2 separate regions of the Mus musculus genome follow, and region 2 is linked to region 1. A link is a contact called in public Hi-C data. All regions are on one chromosome and are shown on one strand. Each heading gives the region's core, a stretch centred on a gene start, on an enhancer-like site or on the middle of the called end of the contact. The rest is flanking DNA. Distances are from core to core; before and after follow the strand shown. Region 1 has its middle 12 kb from the start of Gm19689. Region 2 has its middle 22 kb from the start of Gm24240.

The links. A called contact is a pair of places that touch in the nucleus more often than the background predicts.
Region 2: a contact with region 1 is called in a Hi-C map of liver, with 4 times the contacts expected there. The contact joins two enhancer-like sites. A contact is called at or near these places in 1 of 15 datasets of contacts at CTCF or cohesin (the NIH/3T3 cell line), 8 of 484 Hi-C or Micro-C datasets (ECoMG myeloid progenitors, the HL-1 cell line, the N1E-115 cell line and 5 more) and 2 of 115 datasets of contacts at active chromatin or transcription factors (bone marrow-derived macrophages and embryonic basal ganglia).

Annotation. Positions count from the first base shown.
Region 1 is chr17:83,087,263-83,092,814 of GRCm38.p6, forward strand. No RefSeq gene overlaps it. Among named protein-coding and RNA genes, the nearest start is that of Gm19689, 12 kb to the left of the region's middle. Within about 2 kb of position 2,314, at least 7 of the 459 cell types and tissues checked have an H3K27ac peak or open chromatin away from gene starts, as enhancers often do. A contact at or near this core is called in liver, where this site is marked.
Region 2 is chr17:83,245,298-83,250,849 of GRCm38.p6, forward strand. No RefSeq gene overlaps it. Among named protein-coding and RNA genes, the nearest start is that of Gm24240, 22 kb to the right of the region's middle. Within about 2 kb of position 3,529, at least 5 of the 459 cell types and tissues checked have an H3K27ac peak or open chromatin away from gene starts, as enhancers often do. A contact at or near this core is called in liver, where this site is marked.

The DNA of each region.
Region 1 (5,552 bases), core at 1,064-3,563:
AATTGAGGAAGGGTCTGATCTATACATATTCATAATTCAGTTTTTAACCTCCTAAGATAAGATCGTCAGTCAACCAAATGTTTCTCAGCTCTGCACCCTCCCCACCCAGCCAACATCCTAGATAGAAGCCCCTATCTGTGTGGATGGAGGACACGTGCCCACTCTCTCAATATGACCATCTACAAGGGGGAGAGATGAGCCCTTCAGAGTTGTGGGAACACGAATCTCTATTACATACGCCCTCTACTTCTGGTATTTCGTTATGCCAACCTGAGATGACCAGAGCCCCTAATGAAGTGGTTTAATAAACTATTTTCTGTATACAATATTCCTCTAGCTTTCATATCAGGCACGCAGAATGGCAAGACAATACAATATTTACTGAGAGAACGCGTAAATGAAAAGGCAGAGCAATGCACCCGTTTAATTTATGTATCTATCATTATGCGGGGAGCGTACACACCCAGCACCCACGCGGAGGTCAGAGGACAACTCTGTGAAGTGAGCCTCCCTTTTCCCTTTCTGTGAGCTCCAAACACTGAACTGGGGTCCCCAGGCTTCTGAGGCAAATCCACTGAGCCTCCTCCTCAGCCCTACCTCACTCAGTTTCCATGTCTGAGTCATATAACAACATGTTCTTGTCTTCTTGTCTATATTTTAAGTTTAAAAAAAACCATAAAGGCGACACAGGAACACGCATGAATGTAGATGTGTGAGTTAAACAACAAAGAACCTGGTAAAAGCAAAAGTAGACATTTGCCTCCCTAGCATCTCCCCAGCCTCTCCGAAACCCCTCCTCAGCCCCTCCCTGGCCCCTCCACAACCCCCCGCCCCGCCCTCCCCCTCCTCAGCCCCTCCCTGGTCCCTCCCCAGCCCGGCCCTGGCCCCTCCCTGGCCCTGCCCCAGCCCCTCCCTGGCCTCGCCCCAACCTCTCCCTGTCCCCTCCCCCGCCCTTCCTGGGCCTCTCCCCAGCTTTTCCACAGCCCCTTCCCATCCTCTCCACAGATCCTTCCCAGCCCACCATATTAATATGTTCTCAGCAAGAGAGGGCTCAGACACCCAGTGTGCTGTTTCTTCCAAATCTATGAACCTATATGAACGTAGGAGTCCTACCATGTGTGTGCCACAGCCGCTTGCAGCTTCCCGCATGGCTGTGTCTCAGTGTTTCTCCCATGTTTTTTTTAAGTTCAGAAACATACAACCTTATTCTGAGCTATTCCCATAGATGGGCATTCCAGGTATTTTTAATTTTATCCTCATAAAACACTTTAAAATACAACCCTCCCCATGCCTTCAGGGATGCATAGCCAACTCTCTTGACTACAATAATGCTCTGTGGTTACTCTCTGTCTCCAATCACAGTTACCTGTTATGCATTGTAGCTTCCGGCAGGTATGATACTTAGTTTCAGTTCCTTCTCTGCTGAGAAGTTACACTGTCTCGTCAGCAGGCTCTCCTTGGACTTGTTTCCTTGGTGTTCTCTTTAGCTTGACAAACAAGTTTCTATTTTTATGTAGCCAAAAGCAACAAATTCTTTCTTTGAGGTTTCCTTGGCTACTTCCAAGATTAATGAAATATTCACCTACATTTGCCTGTGTTAGTGTTGCTATTTTTTGTAGTATCTGCAGTGCTAGGGAATGGAACCAAGGACCTCACACATACTAAACAATCACTACCCATGAGCTACAGCTCCAACTCCAGAGGTGCTTCTCCAGTTTAGCTCTTTGTTCTCTCTGGAATTAATTTTTATAGATGGTGGAGGAAGAAGAGTCAGCATTGTTCCCTAAATGTTCAGTAAACCCTATCTCATTTATTAAATAATCTATTCCCCCTTCTGTTGACAATGTTTCATTTATTATATACTAACTTTATACAGAGAGAGAGAGAGAGAGAGAGAGAGAGAGAGAGAGAGAGAGAGAGAACTATGTGAATGAAATTTCACCCTAACTTCTCCAGTTGTCTCTTTGTCCAAACATTAACCCTTTTCACTTGCCCCAGGACTTGGCTTAGGCAGGGAGTTTTGGGGACTGAAGCATCTGTTCCTCGCATGCACACACACAATTCTTCTCACCTCCAAGATGGAAAACAGAATGCAAATACTCGTGGCTGTTAAGAGTCTCCTTTTCCACTCTGGGTTTTTAACACTGTCGCAAAAGAAATTCATGTTTCACCAAGAAAAAAAAAATCAAATGCACACATGTCAGAGGCATGCAGATGTTAGCTGTGTTATCCCACCCCACACCACCGTAATGCTCAACCCTCTGGAGCATATCGGATGATGAGCGACTACTCTTGGCCTGAAGTGAGTGGACCCTGGCCTGGGCTGCTGGGACAACTTGAGGTTAGGATGCCTCTCTAGATAGAACCCGCTCTGTCGAATGAGTATGTCAGTGGGTTGGGCTTCTGGGCGTTAAAAAGGTGTCCAGATATGTACAATAGGGACACGCTCTGAAATCATTTCTCTCTGGCTTGTCTCCTAATGATCTTTCAGGCATCTTGATGTCAGCCCCAACCTCCCTGCTGTCATCCACGACAAAAGCCAGACATTCCTGTACAGGGACATGACGTCTCATTACCTCAAATTAGATGTGACCCGAAAATAAATTTGCCATGCTAGCCAATTATTTCTAGAAAAAACACCCACCCATAAGCCAACTGTCCTAAAACTAATATATTGTCTCTGATAGGCACTCTGCATTTTCTCTGATTTATAAATAACGACCCAGTACAAGTTACTTCATCCAGTTACCTTGGCACTAACACAGCGTTTGTGTTGGATGGGATCCTGACAGTAGCATTGCTCAAAGCCAGGCATTCTCAGGTGTTTTGCCAAGATTTTATTTGGCCAGGGCAAGGGTCTGGTTAGACCAATCTTAAACATGCTTAGCTATGGGCATTACTTCAGCCACAGTAAATGAAGTTGGCTTTGGGGGCCTGGTTGGCTCATTCATTTACACAATAAACCTCTGGGCAACCTCAGAAGATAGTCCTTGTCTTGCTGGTGGATGGTGATGGAGAACTCACCCCGGCTTGTATAGTCAGCTAAGACACGTGACTCAAGACTCAAAGGATAACAAAGAACAGTGCCTTCAAGCTATCGAGGGACTTCAGTTTGAAGTCCCACTACTAAATATTTATGTAAGAGACCCGCTGAGAAATAACACTATTCCAAGAAGAATGCTTGAAGGATAAGCAGTTCTCCACACTTCCAGATTTTCCAACGCTGATCTCTGGTTCTGCCGAGCTGCTAAAACACAGGTACCTGGAGTGCGTCAGACCAGCCCCAACAGAATTGCTTTTGCTAAACTGTTTTTGGTATGATGCCATCAGCATCTTTTTTTATGTCCTTATAAGAAACAGTCCCTGGAAGAGCATCATTACAGTGGACTACCTAGGGTGTTGAGGAATTGTGTATTACATTCCACAGTGTTTTCTTTATTGAGTATCCTCTAGGGTAATCTGAGTTTAGTACTGGAAGGAGTAGTCACCCTTCCAGGCAACTAGATCCTCTGTCTGTGGTATCACTTTCAGAAGGGTACCCTAAAGAGCGCTAAGCCAACGCACAGTTCATTGGTGTCCTGTGAAAAAAGATGCTTCATACTGAAAAAGTTAAAAAATCAAGTATATATATATATATATATATATATATATATATATATATACACATAAAAGGTAAGTATCTGTAGGACAGCACAAATGGCTGTCTTATCATATCATCAAACAAGATATGAGATGTCTCTGAGTCACCAGTATGTGTGTTACATGATGCTATCCAGTGTGGTGCTTGCTAGGGTCTGGGGACCAGTTCAGACTAGGTCTTACTGTAAAAGCTAACAAGGATATCTAAAACCCAGACTGCCTTCTCATGCCAGCCTGAGACTTTTGGCTTGAAGATCCGAGAACTCCCAAGATGCTTCATGATGCCTGGGGTCCTCTCTTACTCCTGGAACCCTGCTCTCACCCACCCTGCAGGCACACCCTCGGCTGTGCTCCACCCTTGACCTGGCAGCCTGGCTTTGCTGTCCCACCTTGCAGAATGTCTGCTCCTACCTGATTCCTTCTGTGCTTGCTGCTCAGAAGTTTCCTGGTCCTTGGTATTCTTCTCTGTTGATGGATTGGTTATTCCTGGTGATTTCTGGGGGTAGATGTTGGCATTTTACTTTTTGATTGTGAGCTGACTTTTAAGGACTGAGCCATCTCTCCAGCCCCGATGTGTCTGTGAATACCCAGACATCAGTGTCTGCATGTTGGTCTCATCAGTACCAACACCCTACCCACTATGGATCCAAGGCTAAAGAAGATGCTTTAAAATTCTGGAAACCTTCATTCTAATTATTGAGACTGTTACTTGTTCATTCCCATCTTCCTGGGCAACAGAAGCCTCGTTTTCAGCAGGCATCCTGGGCACTGCAAACAAATAGTTGTATTTCCCAGACTCCTTTGCAACCAGAAACAAACCAAGTCCCAGCCAGTGAGACTATTGTGAACCTGGCAGTTGCAACTTAAGGGGAGCATCTATCCTTAAAGGTTCACCCTTCTTAACGCAGTCGTTGGAGTATGGCTGTAATGCTGGAATCTCTTAACGCCATTTTAACCAGTGAAATGACACATTCAAGGTGACAGGGGAAAAATGTAAGGAGCACAGGTCCTGTTGGCTGTGGCCCATCATCCAAAATCCTTTCTGTAACTCATACAGCCATTCTTTGTCTTCCTTGGGTGTTAAATAACTGAGGCTTACAAAAGCTAGAAAGAGAACTGGATTTGGTGCCTAAGGGGACTTTACAGGACTCTGGAAACAAGGGATTTTCCCCAAATTCTCAGTTTTCCAAAAGAGAATGGTGGGTAAGGGGTCACCAATGTCTGGGATCCTCTGTTGAGGTGAGCACTGGCCTCAGGTCCTGTGTCAGCTCTGTGGGAGCTCCTGGTCATATTGGAAATGCAGGCCTCAGCCCTGACCAGGGAGTGCTGGACGGGCAGTCTTCACGGTCACTAGTAGTATATGAGCTTCCTCTCGGTGACGTATAAGAACCCATGCTTTATGGGAGAGGGAGGACACTACATAGAGACAGAAGTCAAGGTCACTGTTCCCATTTATCACAAGGAAATGACAGCTAGGAGGAAGTTATTTGGGAAAGGATGGCCTGGTCTAGATATTTCTTCCTATGTCAGAGGGAGAGTAGAGAAACTGGCTGCCCATGCCACACAGAAAAACAAATTACAACTATAACCCCAGCACTTGGCAGGCAGAGGCAGGAGGATCTGGAGTTAGAGGCCAGCCAGCACTACAAAGTAAGTGCCTTTCAAAAAGAGTAAGAAAAGGAAAACAGGCCTACATTTAAAAAAAAAAATTATCCAGGCACTGAAAAAAAAATGACTCGGAAGTTAGAATCTTCCTGCTTACTGCTCCTCCAGAGGCCCCAGGTTCAGTTCTCATCACTCACATGGTGGCTCACAACCATCCACAACTCCAGTTCCAGGAAATCCCAATGCTTTCTGGCCTTCTGTGAGTACTGTACACGTATGTTACACAGACAGACATGCAGACAAAGCAC
Region 2 (5,552 bases), core at 2,279-4,778, 160 kb after region 1:
CTTAGCCTGCTGTGCCCACATGACATTCCCACATTCAAAGGCAATGCTTCATTCCTTTCCCTTTGTGCTGGAATTGATGTCCTTGTACCTCCAAGGTTAGTCCACAAGAAGGCTTACACGTTGTGCCTGGACATAGTGGCATGCTTGCTCTTAGAACAGTTCTGCCAAGAACCCAGCCAGCCCACTGTGAAAAACCTTGGGCAATAAATACATACATACATACATACATACATACATACATACACACACATACATACATAAACAAATGAACAAATAAATAAATAAAACAAAACCTTGGGAAAGTGAACAGCCCTAGAGGAGCCCCAAATGGACAGCCAGCATCAACTTCCGGTCTTGTGAGTGAGCCACGGTGATCAGCTAGCCCCTTGGGGCCCTCATATCCCTGCACCCCTCTGACATAGGGACTGAAACCAGATAAAAGACACAACAACAACAACAACAACAACAACAACAACAACAACAAAAACCCACCTGACTGAGACTGTCATCTCACAGAAGCATAACGGAAAAGGAGTTTGTCTTGAGTGTAAAGCTCTTGTGAGAGTTTTCTGTGCAACAATAGTTTCCTGGGACATGCTCTGAGAAATGACACTCATTTAGCCTGTAATATGAAGGCCCTGAAATACACACTATGAGACTGCTGGATGCTGGCTGAGCACACAGTAGGAGCTCAAGGAAGCTGATAGTTGGACTGACAGTTCTGATACTCTCGCTCTCGCTCTCACTCTCTCTCTCACTCTTTCTCACTCTCTCTCGCTCTCGCTCTTTCTCACTCTTGCTCTCTCCCTCCCTCTCTCTCTTCTCTCTCCCTCTCCCCCTCCCCCTCCCTCTCCCTCTCTCCCTGTCTCCCTCTCTCCCTGTCCCTCTCTCTGACAGATGCTCTTTGTGATTAAATATTTGCCATCTGGTTTCAACCTGCCGTCTCCTTAGCTAATGAGGATGCGGATACTCCTGTCTCCAGAGATTCACAACCACTTCCTCCCACCCCGTTCCTTCCTTTCCTATCTCAGGAAATGAAAAGCAATTTCCCCCCAGGGCCTGTTTACCCAGGGCAACCCTAACAGGGTTCCAAACCCAGTCTCACAGCCAGTTCCAATATCTGTCTTCACTGCAGTCATAAGACAGATACGGCACCTGCCCACCGAGCCCGTCCTCTGGGCTTGTGCGGTTCGTGTGTTCCTGCAGGATCTTTAAACATCTGATTAAATTTCATGCTTCAAATGAGAAGTTCTGAAGATGAAAGATTACTAGACTTTCATCAGCCCTTCTCTCTACTTGGCAGCTCTTCACAGCCCCCCACCCCCACCCAGAGTCTCTTCTCACCCTCTTCCTCCCCAAAGTCCTTGGACTTCCTGTGAATTCCGTTCCCAGTTACTGGCCACACTCACATCTCCTGTCTACAGCGCACCCCTGACACACATGGTGTGGGAAGAAGCCCTGAAAAGACGAATCCATGGGATTAAGCAACAGGAAGATGGCAAAGGTTGAGAGCACCTAGGACTCCAGATAAGGTTTCATTGATCAAAAAACGGGCTTGAGGGCTTGGGATGCAGCTCAGCTGATAAAATACTTGCCTAATATGCATAAAGCTCTGAGTTCAATTCCAGATACCACATAAAACCAGGCATAGTAGCGGATGCTTGTGATCCTAGCACTTGGGGGAGTAGGAGGATCAGAAAATTCAAGGTTGTCTCCATTACAGAGCAAGGTCAAGGTCAGACTGGGTTATGAGAGATCTCCAAGAAGAAGGAGGAGGGAGGGAAGGAGGAAGAAGAGAAAGAAGAGGAGGAGGAAGAGGGGGAGGAAAAAGAGGAAGAGGAGGACAGGGACGAGAACAAGGAAGAAGAACGAAGCTAGAGAGATGGCTCAAAGGTTAAGAGTACTTTCTGAGCAACTGTGAGGGCTAGAATTTGGATCCAAGCACCCATACAACTAGCTGGACATCCCTTACATGGTTGTTAGAAAAATCCCTAAGTCGGTCACACTCAGCACTTCTCTTGCAAGTCGCATGTGCAGCCACCACCATTGGACAGAGGTCTCAAGGCCAACCTCTCTAATGCCACAGGAAGCCGTTTTGAGATAATGACTGACTTTTTCCCCCCCCAGGGGTTTGCATCTGTCTTCTTGATCGCCATCCCTCCCCTTAGTGAGGCAGCCAGACTGCTGGATGTCCTCTGCCTCCAGGAAGAGATGTGATAGGGAGAAAAAGAAGACACACTTTGATGTCTGTACAAGATTAAAAAGTATTTATGAGAGGCATTTAGCGAAGTGGGGGTGGGGGTGAATAGGGCTCTTCTCCACCCATCCTCTATACCCCTAACAATAAACAACAATAAGTCCTCCGAAATGATACAGGGAGGAGGAGAAAGAAGGGGGGATGGTAGCAGAGAGCTGGTGGGTCCAGGGACAGTCCTGGATGTGAGAGTGAGGCTCACACATTGAGCATGCTGACCATGAGCCTCTGAGAAGGTCACACCTCCATCTCTCAACAGCGACCCGACCCCACCAGCGGTCTTTCCTGGTGGGCTCATTAGCACCTCCTTTATTCACAACCACCTTGAGAGCCAAACGGTCCTCTCCTCATCCAGCCCCCACCCCCACAATGTCGAAAGATACCAAAATCCTTATTAAAAAGAAGGTGGGCAAGACCCTCAAACCTCACAGCACCATCTCCAACTCCCAGGCACCTCCTGAAAGGAATCTCCAAGCCCCATAAAGACCAGCAGCTGAAAGGACTCGTCTCAGTCATAACACAGACCTACTTTAACTGGAATGAAGACATACACATTCCTTCTACTCATTCTTAAAACCCAGCCTTGACTTGGGTGGCCTCGTCACCAAGCCTGCTCTTGGTTAGAGTGAGCAGATATGTCCTCTCTCCTTGGCAATGCCCTGGGAGTCTTTTCTTCTACTGTTCCACACATCGCATTGGGTCCTGATGGGTTTGTGTCTGTGATTGTGTTTGTGTCCTGCTCCTATGCCTCATAGTGAGCAGAGCAAGCACTGAACTTGCGTGCGTGTCTGTGTGTGTGTGTGTGTGTGTGTGTGTGTGTGTGTGTGTGTGTGCTTAAGTTGAATTATGCATCCCATCCTCTTTCTCAATTGAAACTAGAATTGCCCACCTAAAGCCAGTCATGGCGAGCAGAGCACCTGAAAGGACAGATCAGTAAATCACCCATCAATTCCTGCATGCTCCTGGCCTGGCCTTTATTGATCCTTGAGCCTTGGCTCTGACCCTGTTGCCTCTGGTCTTCCCACTGGCTCTGATTGAGTTCCTGTCCCAACCCCTCCTCCTCCAGGAGCCCCGTGCTGCTCTTTGTCATTTAAAGAAGATTTAAGATAGTCTCATCCAAACTCCATTAGGTTCCCATTGTTCTGCCTTAAAACCTACCTGAAATGACTGGATTAAGTTTGGGGGTGGGGGGAGGCAGGGAAGTAGGGAACTTTTCACACTTCCTGTATCAGATCAATAAAATCTTAATAGCCAATGAGATGGCTCAGCGCTTAAAGTTGCCTGATGAACTGAGTTCAATTCCTGGAACTCACATGATAGAGGGAGAGAACTGACTCTCACTTGTACTCTGACCTCAACTTGTGCACTGTCTCACACACACACACACACACACACACACACACACACACACACTGTAAAGGGTTGGAGAGAAGGCTTAGTGGTTAAGAGCGCCAATTGCTCTTCCAGAGGTCCCAAGTTCAATTCCCAGAAACCACATGGTGGCTCGCAACCAACTGTAATGGGATCCGATGTCCTCTTCTGGTGTGTCTGATGCATATGAGAGAGAGAGAGTGTGTGTGTGTGTGTGTGTGTGTGTGTGAGAGAGAGAGAGAGAGAGAGAGAGAGAGAGAGCATGCTCACACACGTATAGACATATATAATACATATGTATATGCATTATATATACATTCATACAAGCCCTTGAATATATACATATATATGTGGCTGCATGCATTGGTCTTTCTGCAAGGTAAGCTTTCTATACATTTAGGAAGTAGCCGTGTAGCATTGGTGTAACAAGCATTTTGCCGGCATGGCCTCGTGTTTTGACTTTGTTTAGGGAATTTGGAGCATGTAGAACTCTCGAATCTTTATTTATATGAACATATCAGCTTTCCCTTCTGTGGCTTTTGGACTTGAGTTCTGTGTCAGAAGCTCACACACCCAGAGGTGAACAGACAGAACCCGCTGCTCCCTGCCCTGTGAACAACACAAGACGCCCCTTGCGCTACTTCAGTGGGCTCTTTCCATATTTACTCTCTCCCTGCTGCCATGGGAAGGAACTCCTAGAAGGACGCCTCCCAGGTCAACGGGGTTCAGTAGCTCCTCATCGCCCATTGAACTGAGCGAGCTTCCCACTGCAGGTATCTGATGATAACACCAACTTATCTCATTGGTTGCTGGCTCTCTGTGCTCTAACCTCTACCCAACTCCACTTCTCAACATCCCCTAAGTCGCCCCACCTGCCTCCCCATTTCACCACACCCTTTCATCCTCTGGCCAAACCTTCTGCCCATCTCTTCTGCCCATCAAAAGTACCCTAATTTTTCAAGATTCACCCACCAAACACCCTTCTCTGTGATGTCTCCACCAAATCACGGTGTTCTTTCAAGCATTTTTGTTTTTGCTTCTTCTCTCGGGACATGCATCTGAATTTCCTTAGATCATTGGTGTGTGTCTCCTTCAACATCACCAAGAACTCTGTGGAGAAGGGTGAATGTGAGCTGCGTGTGCCTCTGCCTCAGCTCCACACCTTCTGCTGAGGTGAGACACACACACAAGTAGTCAGACTGGGGGCTAAGCTGTGCAAGCCAGACGCTGGTCTGGAACTCCTAGCTGGTCTCTTGCTGTGCCCAATAGTAAATATGGGCTCCCTTTGGGTAGCTGCAAGTCAAAGCCTACTTCCGCTCAAAAGAAGAGACGGGGGAGGGGGGTAGATGCTCTCCATCCCTCAGATCTCCACCCTAAGTGTTTGACGTCATACCATAACATCTCAGGGAACTGCTTCTCCCAGCAGCCCTGGCTGCTTTTTTCCCTTCTTCATAGGATAAGATGATCCTCTATCTCCTTGACCAACAGCAATGACCGCAAGAATGTGTTACTTTGATTGGTCAGATCTGAGCTTATAGACCAGAGCTGAGGATTCTACAAACACAGACACAGTGTGTAACCTGGTATAACGCCACGGAAGGAAACCATGTGCCACTACCAATAGAGACAAGATAAGAAACTTAGGGTGGCATGAGACTCAGTGCTGGTGAGAAGACACTTGCTTCCATGCCTAATGACCGGAGTTTGATTCCCAGGACCCACGTGGTGGACGCAGAGAACTGACTACCACAAGCTGTCCTCTGACTTCCGTGCCTACATATACAAAATAAATAAATACTGCAATAACAACAACAATAATAGAAGCTCTTTTACTGAAATACCAAATATCTACTCAGCAGAACACAGATCATTAATGCCCTACAGGAAGAGAGGAGTGGGCCGGAAACCCCCACCCCTGAGCTATTTC